4 separate regions of the Mus musculus genome follow, and regions 1, 3 and 4 are each linked to region 2. The links are chromatin contacts, called in public HiCAR-type and HiChIP or PLAC-seq maps. All regions are on one chromosome and are shown on one strand. Each heading gives the region's core, a stretch centred on a gene start, on an enhancer-like site or on the middle of the called end of the contact. The rest is flanking DNA. Distances are from core to core; before and after follow the strand shown.

Evidence for each region. HiCAR-type assays count read pairs that join an accessible place to other places. HiChIP or PLAC-seq counts read pairs in DNA pulled down with a chosen protein or histone mark.
Region 1: an H3K27ac HiChIP or PLAC-seq map of embryonic stem cells shows a contact between it and region 2, with 21 times the contacts expected there. The contact joins the enhancer-like site here to the promoter of Lama4 in region 2. A contact is called at or near these places in 18 of 39 promoter capture datasets (the 3T3-L1 cell line, the C10 cell line, cranial neural crest and 9 more), 2 of 115 datasets of contacts at active chromatin or transcription factors (cardiomyocytes and embryonic stem cells) and 2 of 9 other capture datasets (adipose tissue and embryonic stem cells).
Region 3: an H3K4me3 HiChIP or PLAC-seq map of craniofacial prominence shows a contact between it and region 2, with 23 times the contacts expected there. The contact joins the enhancer-like site here to the promoter of Lama4 in region 2. A contact is called at or near these places in 16 of 39 promoter capture datasets (the 3T3-L1 cell line, the C10 cell line, cranial neural crest and 9 more), 3 of 115 datasets of contacts at active chromatin or transcription factors (SST interneurons, cardiomyocytes and craniofacial prominence) and 1 of 9 other capture datasets (adipose tissue).
Region 4: a contact with region 2 is called in a HiCAR-type map of fibro-adipogenic progenitors, with 9 times the contacts expected there. The contact joins the enhancer-like site here to the promoter of Lama4 in region 2. A contact is called at or near these places in 6 of 39 promoter capture datasets (the 3T3-L1 cell line, cranial neural crest, embryonic stem cells and 3 more) and 1 of 115 datasets of contacts at active chromatin or transcription factors (fibro-adipogenic progenitors).

What each region holds. Positions count from the first base shown.
Region 1 is chr10:37,015,095-37,017,881 of GRCm38.p6, reverse strand. No RefSeq gene overlaps it. Among named protein-coding and RNA genes, the nearest start is that of Hdac2, 42 kb to the right of the region's middle. Within about 2 kb of position 1,496, at least 14 of the 459 cell types and tissues checked have an H3K27ac peak or open chromatin away from gene starts, as enhancers often do. A contact at or near this core is called in embryonic stem cells, where this site is marked.
Region 2 is chr10:38,963,990-38,966,794 of GRCm38.p6, reverse strand. It overlaps Lama4 (laminin, alpha 4), which reads right to left and starts at 1,280. Exons shown (of 38, transcript NM_010681.4): 1 at 646-1,280. The coding sequence starts at 840.
Region 3 is chr10:37,033,559-37,036,464 of GRCm38.p6, reverse strand. No RefSeq gene overlaps it. Among named protein-coding and RNA genes, the nearest start is that of Hdac2, 60 kb to the right of the region's middle. Within about 2 kb of position 1,289, at least 14 of the 459 cell types and tissues checked have an H3K27ac peak or open chromatin away from gene starts, as enhancers often do. A contact at or near this core is called in craniofacial prominence, where this site is marked.
Region 4 is chr10:37,248,150-37,251,178 of GRCm38.p6, reverse strand. No RefSeq gene overlaps it. Among named protein-coding and RNA genes, the nearest start is that of Gm26535, 70 kb to the left of the region's middle. Within about 2 kb of position 1,523, at least 62 of the 459 cell types and tissues checked have an H3K27ac peak or open chromatin away from gene starts, as enhancers often do.

The sequences.
Region 1 (2,787 bases), core at 247-2,746, 1.9 Mb after region 2:
CAACACAGTGATTCTGTGCAGTAGGGGCTAAAGGGAGGGTGTGGTCTAGACCATAAGAACTCTACCCTGTACACAATAGCTACAATGTACAAAGAACCTTTTGGAAAACGAAACATTCCAGCAGTCAACTTACTGCTCTCTACTTGAAATACATCTTTCATTGCCTCTGCTGCAATGTTAAAACTTGACCCTTTAAAATGTTTCCCCTTTTCTGGCTGTCACAATGTAAAGCTTCATTGATAGAAGATGCTAGAGGGAAGAATGAAGAGTTTTTCTCTTGGACTTCTCCAGCCAGAGCTCTGGCATCACCCTCTGTCAACTGCCAGGACCCTGCAGTGCACAGAGGTCAGCAGCATGGCTTCTCTTTATGCTCTGAGCAGCTCAGCCAGTCTCTGCTAGTTTCTCCCAGGGGATGTCTTTTCTGAATTGCTTTCCTTGGAACTCCAGTGGACAGCACATTTCAAGCAAGTACCTCGGTAGTAATCTAGTGAGTCCTCGCATTCTACAGAGATGCAGGGTGCCTGTCACTGTCTAGATCTCAGTTCGCAGTCCTGGAGTAGGAGGTGGGCGGTCCCCAGACACTGTCTCAACTGGGGATGCTGACTGCTTCCTAAATACATGGCTCCTGCAGGGCTTAGGTTTTGCTTAAGACCTCTCTCTCTCTCTCTCTCTCTCTCTCTCTCACACTTTTGCTCTCCCCCTCTCCTCCTCCTCCCCTTTCCCTCTCCCTTCTTCTCTCCCTTCACCCCAATCTCTTTCAATCCATAATTACCCCAATCTTCTTACAAACTTCTGTCTCTTGCCTGCACCCTGAGCGCAGGTAAATTTTGCTTTCTGATCTTTGTATTTTCTCAATAGCAACACTCAGTATAGTCCACCAATCACAACTTTTTTTTTAAAAACATTTTTAAAGATTTATTTATTATTTATTATATGTAAGTACACTGTAGCTGTCTACAGACACTCCAGAAGAGGGCGTCAGATCTCATTACGGATGGTTGTGAGCCACCATGTGGTTGCTGGGATTTGAACTCTGGACCTTCAGAAGAGCAGTCGGGTGCTCTTACCTGCTGAGCCATCTCACCAGCCCCACAACTTTTAAAAAGATAAATGTCTATTGAGTAAATGTTTAGATATAAGGAAGAGTATGCCATACTTAACTGCCAATACACAATGGACATAGTGGCACATGCCTGAAATCACAACATTCAGTAGATTGAGGCAGGGGATCACACGTGCAAGGGCAGCATGGTGGGGCTGGGGTAGGGGTGGGGGATAGGAGGAAAAGATTGAAAGACATACTATTGATTTAGGCCATAACAATCTTACAGCATAGGAAAGGCAAAAGCATTTCATCTTTAAATCCAACTGTGACAAACCAGATTGGCTCTCTGGACTAATGAGGACTTAAAGTCCAGAAAGGAATCTGGTTTGTCAGGCTCTGTATAAGGCAGGGAGTGGTGGGAACACATTCCTAGTTATCAGCTAAAGGGCATGCCTTGGACACTTCACCCCCAGTGCAACAATGTTAGGCGGTAGGTGCTAAACTAGGACGAGGGGAAGACAGATGTAAGAACTTTGTCCCCTTAAGTGGTTTTACAGAGTTATTTTAATTATAAATGTCTGTGTGGGTCTTGAATGAGTCTGTGCACATGTGTTTACAGGTGCATGCAGAGTTCAGGAGAGAGCATCAACTCCCAGGGCTGGAGTTACAGGTGGTTATAAGCTACCTGAAATCCAGCCTATTGTATATCATGTTTATTACATTATATTATATTGTATTATATTATATTATCTGTTTGTTTATTTTGAGGTGGAGTCTCTGTACATATCTCTGGCTGATCTGGAACTGGCTTTGTAAAGCAGGCTAGCCTTGCCTTGAACTCAGAGAGATCCACAGGTGTCTGCCTCCCAGGTGCTAGGACTCAAGGCATGTGCCTGCCACCACACCCAGCTCTAGCCTTTTAAATAAGAAAAAGACTTCTGAAATACACGTGAGGTGGGTGCTCCTGACCTTTACCCAGGGTGGGTTGCTTGAGTAGTTGGTATGACATGACTTTCTCACACAGCCTGTAGCATTAAGTGTAAGTTAAAAAAAAAAAAAAAATCGAGCTGGTGCAGGAGGCTGAGGCAGAAGGATTGTGAGTGTGAGGTTGGGCTTCTCATTTTTTTCAAATCGGTGGTTGGTTTTGCTGGCTCCTGGTGGCTTCCTCTCTGGAAGAAAGAGGCCTTTGTCAAGTAGAAGCGCGGTTTGTGTGTTTGCTTATTGTTTTGGGTCAGGGGCTTACTGTGTCCTAGGCTGTCCTGGAACTTGATTTTTCTGTCCACCCTCCTGAGCGCCGAGTAGCACAGGAGGCATCTCACCCAGCTTGGTTTTGATGACATTCACTGCCTCTCCGCACCTGCACTGAGCAGGCAGGCTCAGTGAACAGCTAGTGTTTGAGCTCTGAGTTTTGAGTGCCACATGGCTGAGAAGTGACCCTTGAAATATTGAATTCTGAAGAGAGAAAAAGGTGACGTGTTAGATAATACACAACTGATGCTAGAAACTTATCAATAAACCCAACACATCACAACTTAAAAATATAGACTTAGGTTACAGTCATAGTTTGTTCGCCTTGTTCCTAAACACAAAGCACTGGACACAAGGCAGAACAGCCTTGTTATCTGCTAATAACTTTGTATGTGTGTGTGTGTGTGTGGGGGGGGGGGTTCTTTGTTATTTAAAAAAAAAATATAACATCATATAAGTCATACACCCATTTTCAATATTTAGAATAAAATACT
Region 2 (2,805 bases), core at 31-2,530:
TTCAGCCATTTCTCAACTGAAAAGTCTCTTGATATATAAAAACAGTAGCTCACTGAATAAACCTTAGACCAGTAGTATATCCTGATCAGCTTTACTTTGGGAGTGGAGCTTGACTTAATCTTGCTTCTGGATTAGAATGGTCTGCTTTTGTTTAAGGTATCTGCCCTGAAATTTTCTAACAGCTTCCTTCACAGACAACCCCCACCCCCAGCACCCCAGCCTTGCAGAAGACCTTTTGTTTAGTTTGAGACAGGATAGGTCTTTTTAGTGATATTGCTCTCATTGTTCAAACAGCAAAGAGGAGCAGGGAGACAGAGAGGGGGCACTTACAGTAAGTGCCAAGGTTTGACAAAATGGCTATTGGAACACACCAAAAGACCACCACTGCATACTGCATACATTTCTCATGTAGTCTAACAGACCCACGCAGACATGAAGGGTACTCTCACTGGAAGCCTCAACTTTCAACTGACGTCCAAGTCAAACTTTCAAAACAGAGCCCTTTATTTCAACTGAGGAGACCTAGCCCAGATGAAAGCCTAGGTTATCAAACAGATGGGGAGAGAGAAAGAGGATTGTGGCCCAGCCCATAGACACGGTAGACACAGGTGTGGAGCGGGTTGGCAAAGGCAGGGGGTACTGTACCTCAGCAGCAGGCGGCAGGCGTCCCAGTGTCACGCCTGAGTCGCTAGTCTCCGATGGGTCTTGCCTGCCGACCACTGCGCTCCCCTCGATGTCAAAAGGAAACGCATTGCCGTCCCCTGACGCTGCGTTGGAGCAGACAGCACACCAGAGGAGCCACAGGGCCAGGACTGAGCACCAAGCTGTGCTCCAACCCATCTCTCTGCAGATATTCAACAGGGCCCTTCCTGGAGTGAAGGACCTGGAGGTCTTGGTGGGTACCCCCTAAGAGATGCAGTGATGCCTGGTGTTTTGTCTTCTCTGGACCTGCGGTATTTAGATCCAGGAGCCCAAGTTGCAACTTTGTTGTATTAAAGAAGAGGGAGTGAGAGTCAGCGTGGTCTCTTCTCTCTCTCCTGCTTGTCTTTCGCTTCCATCCACCTCTCTCACTTTGTCTCCGGTCTCCCGCCGCTCCTGAGACTTGGGTTCTGGGACTTACAGATGGATGGAGCTAGCGCCCTGTGAACATCAAAAGGCAGGGGAGCAGACTGGCATGAGCGAGGCGAGCGCTCCTGGCCACCTCCTCTCCCTGGCGGCTGGGACTGAGGTCGGCGCGGCTCTGGCTTCCTTCCCACACTCATTCTCACCACTCCCTTTCCACCTTCCCCTTCCAGGCCCTCCCACTTCAAGTTGGCTTTCAGACCCCGAGGTCAGGCCTTTCCTAGACGCCGCCTCCCCCTCCCCCTCCCCCTCGCAGTTTGGAGTCTCTCCAAGGACTCGAAATGAATATTCAGCGTTCCTGATTGCTTCCCCACATCCCTTATTTACGCAGCCAAGGCGCCGGATGTCTGATCTATATTTATATAGATTTGTATGTGGCCCCCACTAGTGTACAGGAAAGTGGGTGGAAAAAGGATTCCAGGGGCGGGAGGGAACCTGAGGTAGATGACCTCAGGAGCCAGAGGCATGGTGTCCATTTCTGGATGCGTTCTCCTCTCCTTTTCTAGGGATAGCCTGTGGCTCTTCACTGGCCACTCCTCTTCCTCTGTGGAGTCCTCACCCAGAGGGCTGGAGAGAATATCTTTCACTACAGTACTAGAAAATGACTTCATTATTGAAATGCATGAACTTTTATTTACAAAGAACATCTTGTTTTCCCTAAAGAGGTGCTTTGTGAAGGACCCAGAACAAGGCATGCAGTGTATGAGCCTGTCGAATATGCGACCCACAGCTCATAGTAGCCCGACCTCTTCCTCTTGGCCTGCAATCTCATGCCTACAACATTTGTCTGAATCATGCAACCTTTCCAAGGCTTCCATAGAACTCAGGCTGCAGTTACGCTGGGCTGCCCTTGAGCTGACTAGTATCCACTGCCAGTGATAGGTGCCTTTATTTCCATGGGCTTCAGGTCAGAGCTTTAGGTATCTCTGGAGGGAAGGCCCCAAAGTGCTTAAAAATGATCAGATGAGCAAGATAGCCATATAATGACACTCAGGCCAGTTTTAAGGTATTGGGAATTATAATTACACAGTAAGGCAACTCTGTGAACATTATCATGAGCCCCATTTCACCGAATGGGCTGTTGGCTCTAAAGCTATACACATAAGCAACTGTTTATTCTCTACCATGTGCCAGCCACTTTCCACACATTTGTAAACACCACAGCATTCTCGCATAGTAGGGCTTTTATTTCCTTGCTGTGGAAGAAGAATGAGCGATTCCCCAGGGCCACCCAGCTGATAGAAAGCTGAATTGAAGCTTAAATATGAGCCTTCTTGGCCTGAAGCTCTGATTCAAGTTTGTAACACCAAAACTGATAAGATAAAGCCTGAGCTGGGACATAGAGATAGTGGGGGTGGGGGTGGGGGGTAGGTGGTCTCTTTCACTTTTGGAGTGCTTTCTATGCACCAACAGTTTGCATGAGTTATTTTATTTAATTTCATGCCGATAGCTAAGTGGTCATTGTCACATGCATTTGGCAATGGTGGAGTAGTCTGGTATTATAGTAATGATGCCAAGACACTGGACCTGTGTGCTGGGTGTGGATTATCCCAACACCCCTTCCACGTCCCCTGTTAGACCACTTAACTCCTTTCTACACCTGCCAATATGTGCAACAGACTTGAGCCGCTCATGTCCTTAATTAATCTGTTGTCAATAAAGCTCTTTTGGCAAAACAAACAA
Region 3 (2,906 bases), core at 40-2,539, 1.9 Mb after region 2:
GTGGTGCCGCCTACAGTTGGCAGGTCTTTCCATCTCAATTAACTTAATGAAGATAACTTCACAGGCATGCCCAGAGACGTGGCACCCGTATGATTCTAGATCTCTTCGGGTTGACATAATTGTCTCTATCCTAGAGAGTGAGGAACAGAATAAAGAACATCACATTGAAAATGTGATTCTGAACGTCAGTAAAATTAACATAAGTTAATAAGTAACAAAAGGTTAGTTCAAGTGAATATTTCATGGCATTTTCTACAATGCAATGGCTCAGTATATATTTGTTGGATAAAGTCTATGAGAATTTGTTTTGAATGTGAGAACCGTTGCTAAAACAACATGTTCAAGATGTGGGAAATCCCACTTGTTGAAACAAAACACAACATCAACAATAAAAACAATACATACAAAATACTGATGACAGCATTAGCTGTAAAATGTCACAATTTGGAACCCACCATCAGTGCTCTGGTTAAAAACATGTGGAAGTGTTTTTTGGAAGTGATGGAAGTTTTTGATACACTTGGATAGAATATTGGCTAAAATGTAGCCAATCTGATGCCTTTTTTTCTAAATTGTATAGTCCCAATTTTTTCCCAATGCATAATTATTGTGAAAAAATTATCAAGGGACCTTTTTATTTTTTTCAAAATGCAGTACTCCTCATTTCCCTAAGATAAGTAAAGCATGAAACTCTCTAGGAAGGGTCTTCTTAAAGACAAAGTAAACGTTGGTTCCAAAGTCATTTTCCAAACCAGGAAGCAGAATATTTTTAGGAAAGTATTGAAGTAGGGAAGTAGTTTTTCCTCACCTCTTGGTTAGTTATTTGAAAAATTCTGTACTAAAAACATTACCAGGCATATATATTTAAGTTTCCTGTTTACGTGTCTTATGCAATCAGTAATTCACTCACTTAAAAAGCATGTGGAAATGTCAGGACTAAATAGCAGCCATATTTCTTGAATTTGGTGCATGTACATGCTCTAGGGATAACCAAATGTGTGCATAATACCGCTTTGTCTGTTCTGAAATACGTCTCCAACGCTCTGGTATGAATTATATTGTTTAAATGTGTCCTCACTCAATTTCAGGAGAGTTATTCCCAAGCCAGTTCTGAACTGAACACATGTCGCATCTGTTTTCTGTTTGGGATTTTTGAATGCTTGGCACTTTAATTGGGATAGTTTTCTTTGGGATGAAATCATTTCAAATATTCGCTGAATCAAAACATTAGTCTCCTTTTCCAGTTTCCATCATAGATTGTTGGTAGGTTTCCCAGACATGCTTTCTTGTGCTTCAGGGAGGGGCCCGCCTTCCCGTGGTGTGTAGAAGGAAAGAGATGGGAAGCAGGCAGTACCTGCTTGCTCAGTCTTTCCCCAGAATCTATTCCTTTGGAGATGTCACCTGAGCTGAAGGGTCATTTGTTTGTGCTTGTTGATTTTAAACCTTTTAGTTTCATACTTTTTGATTGTTTGAAATTTTTTTTTAATAGTCTTTATTTTTTGTGATAAAGTCTCATGTAGTCCAGGCTAGCTTCAAACTCATTGTCCTGGTCTCACATCATTTGCCATGATAAAATACCCTGGTAATAACTAATTTGGGTTAGAAAAAAATCTTAGTTTTAACTTATAGTTCCAGGTAGAGTCAATTATTTCAGGAGAGTTGAGGCAGCAGGAACCTGAAGCCTCTGGTCATATTATACCCACAGCATGGAGCAATGAATGTGAATGCTTGGAATTTAACAATGAATGTGTGCATGCTTGAAATTTAACACACGTTCTCTATTCTTGAAAGAGTCTAGGACTCCAACTTAACCAATGATACTGCCCCTGGTAGAGTAGGTCTTCTCACCTCAAACCCAAAAATCACAGGCATGTCCACAGGCCAGCCTAATCTGGGAATTCCACCATCAAGACTTCCCCAGATAATTCTATGCCCATCACACTTGGTATACACCCAAGAGTGACCTTCGACTCTGCATCCTGCCTTCACTTCTAGTGTGCCAGCATTATTGGGGAATACTGCACACATGGTTTTTTACAGTGCTGCAGATTATTGTACTAAGGGCTTTTGTGCATGCTAAGCAAGAACTCTCTCAACTGAGCTTCACTTCCAACCTATTTTCAAAAAATCTGAATGAGAACAGAAAACAGTTTCCTCACCAGTGAAGGTCTATAAAGCCGTTGGGAATCCACACCACCCTTCTCTGTCTGGTATAATTAGAAACTCTTGAAGGCCTAGATATTTGGGAAACATGGTTAAGCGAAACTAATATGGTAGCAAAGAAACATCAGGCAACACAGTAGGCATGCTTTCTGGTGACAATCTGAGATTTTAGTTAAAAAATAAAAATAAGAAAGAGTCAGCATTCCCCACTTTGCTTCTCAGTGGGGATTTTTATGACCTTCAGTTTTTTTGTCTATTACAGGAAGCTAGAAAATGTTAGTAATATTAATGTTAATAATATTTCTGTGGACATTAAATTAATCATGCTTTTCAGTCCCTGGGTTGTTTTGACATTTTAAACTATTTAGAAGACTAAGGCAAGAGAATCTAGGCAAACACGGACCACACAGACTCAACAACACTCTAACTCAACAACAACAAAAATAAAAGCTACCGATTAAGATATGCGTGTGCATCTGGAGAGATGCTTCAACAGTTAGGAGCACTTTTGCTCTTCCAGAGAATGCAGATTTAGTTCTCAGAATTAATAACCTGGTACCTTCTGGCCTGCAAGGGTACCAGGAATGCACTTAGTACACACACGCACACTGGTAAACAAAGCACTCATACACATAAAAAAGTCTAAAGAATATTTTGAAATATATTCCATTATGTATAAATAGAAAATAAAAATGCACATAAGAAATAGATTATATTGATGCCTTCTTACATCTCCTATTTAT
Region 4 (3,029 bases), core at 274-2,773, 1.7 Mb after region 2:
TCCAGCTGCCTGCGTCGCTTTCAGAGAGCACCAGATAACACTTGCAGAATGGTCAGAGGGGGAAGGCAAGTTACCATGGTTCTCTAGCTATTATTGCATCCAGCCCATAGTGGGATGGAAATAAGTGCACATGTTCAAAAAGGCCCTTTGGGAAAGATCAGGGGCCTACACTGGGACACAATGGTAGGCTTTGTTGCAGAGAAAGGCTTTGGTCTGGCAAGTAACAGCAGTCCCGCTGGACACTGGGTTCACTAGGCAAACTGTATGCAGGGATTGCATCCTTAGAAACAGCAGGCATTTATTGTAATTAAAAGGCTGGAGATATGGTTCAGTCAGAAAATTGTTTGCTTTGCAAACATGCAGACCTGAGTTCCATCCATAGAAATTACATCATCATCATCATCATCACCATCATCATCATCATCATAGCTGTCCTAGAGACAGCAGGTAGAACCTGCTGGTTTCAATTGTATACCTCTGTGTGCTGCTGCTCATGCCCACAGAGGTATAAGGTGATCCCAGAAACACAAGTCACTCCAGTTGGGGTTGCCCATGGCAAAGCTCAATAAAAACACAAGAAAGAGGAGGACAGAAAAATGTGGGAGAATGAGAAAGAAATGAAAAGTGAATAGCCACCAGCTTTAATTTGCTAAAGAAATTCTGTCCTTTCCTGCTCTGCTCTGCACCCAGCAAGCTCACATCTAGAATATGGCTCCCTTCAGACTTACATCCTGCCTTGATATATAAATTATTTGGAGGAAAAATTCTTAGAGTCAAGGTTAACAAAAAACAGCTGTGAAATAAACCCTGAGCCGTGTCCTAGATCTCTCCTAGTATGCAGAGTCTCCTCTCTGTTTTGAAGAGTCAGCACATCCAGAAGGGGTGGACAGAGGCAGAACTTGGCAAAGTCTCTGGAATGTGAGAAGAGTTCAGGGCTACATCAGACGGGCAAGGGAGAGGAAGCAACTGAAGACATCCTGTCTAAAATGCTGCTTCTCTCTTGAATGTTTCCATCTAGCTAATAGGTACAGTAGTTCTCTCTGTCTCTCTCAACCCTTCTCTGCTTCTCTCTCTCTCTCTCTCTCTCTCTCTCTCGTTCACCCTCATGAGTGTGTGTGTGTGTGTGTGTGTGTGTGTGTGTGTGTGTGTGTGTGTATGTGTGTCAACCCCAGGTTGATCTGGGACAACATAATCAAAGAGGACACTGGACTCCTGCCTCCACCTCCCACATGCTGGAATTACCAATTATCAATTTTCAGCACCATCTCCTCTTTCCCTCTCCCTCTCCCATCCCTGTCTTCCTCTCTCACCTCTACCTCTGCTTCTCTGGACTGTGGCCCTGCTACCAGAAGCTAACTCAGAACAGTACTCATGCCAGGACATGTCGGCTATGTAGTATTTTCTGTCAGAAAGTTAGAGAAGTAAGAGCTAGAAGTTTGTGGGGCAACGAGGAAGCCTAGAGACACCCACAGAGAAGGCAGTGGAGCGCTTAAGCCACAGAGTTCATGAGCTGGCGAGAGTGAGAAAGAGAGAAACTGGGGCTGCCAAATGGAAACAGTCACCCTGGGGCTGGGGTTGTGGCTCAGAGGTAGAGTGCATGCTTAGCATGAATTTGGGGTTTCAACCCAAAAGCACACCTCTCTCTCTCTCTCTCTCTCTCTCTCTCTCTCTCTCTCTCTCTCTCTCTCTCTCACACACACACACACACACACACACACCTACCTGCGAGATGCTCCAATGTGTTAACTACCCACAGAGACATTAAACCATTAACTGTTTTCAAAGTGTGCCTACTGCACTATTATATAAAGATCATTCTCCCTCTTAGTCTGTGGGTGCTATTCCACATGCCTGCCTAGTGGCCTATGGTCACGCTTTCCCACCATCCCCACTTTTAAAATAGGAAAGCACAGAATCAAAGTAGTTGAGTGCCTCTGCAAAGTGCACACATCGAAGGACTTCTGAAGGGGCTAGGTCTTAAACCCATAGATTAACATAGCTGCCAATCACATTCCAGGTCTTCGGGTGGCAGGTAAAGAATTCTTCTTCATCCTTAACCTCTCCTGTAACTTTAATTTTTTTCAAACTTCATTTTTAATGATGGTTCTTAAACATTCTAACCTTCCTTTTAGCCCACCACCCGCCAGGGATAGTGGAATAGAAAGGGGAAGTAGACCAGTTTAGAAAGGTTCTTTGGGGCAATTCCTATCTGTGTTGTCTGGAAATCAGTAGTTTAGTTCACAGGTCAGCAGGCAGCCGTAGCTCCATCCACTCGCAAACACCTCATGGATGCACAAGCTATCCAGTTGTGTAGAATAGGGTTAGCAACAGCAGTGACATGACCTAGTAAAGACAGCCAGGCCTCAGCCTCAGCTCAAGTCAGAAGGAGGGACCTGGAGGGACACCAGGAGAACTTCTCAGCTGTGTCTCTCTCAGGGAAATGAAGATGCAAGCCCACAAGCATTGCACAGCTAGCTGTACTAGCAAGCCAAGCTCTGTCTCTGTCACTCCTTGGAATCCTATTTATACCCTCCAAACATCACATGTCCTCGACATGTCTTGCCTCACTCAGCATGTGTATCCAATCAGCCCGAGTATAAGGAAGCAGCAAGAAACTGCAGCACACAGCCAGAATTTTTTTGTTGCAGTTTTTCTCTATGGAGTCCTGACAAATGCAGCTCAACTATGAAATGCAAGGTAGACCAATATATGTGCATTGTTAGCAGAGAATCCTTCATCACGTGTCCTTTCACGTGCTTGCTTTAGCAGAACATCCTCTCTCCTCTGTCTGCTTCAGTGAAACGTTCCCACACTAGTCTGCCTGAGCCTTTCACCTGTGTCCATTTTAATGAAATGTTCCTTCAGGTATTTGCCCCAGCAAAACACCATTTAAACAACTTTCCAAAGACTTCAAGTTTCTACTTCACTCTCCATTTGCTTTTATAATATATTCTTAACACCTGAAGTTAGTTAAAAGTCTTAGCATGTACCTGTTTTTTGCTATCTAATCCATTGTCTTTATACGTCCA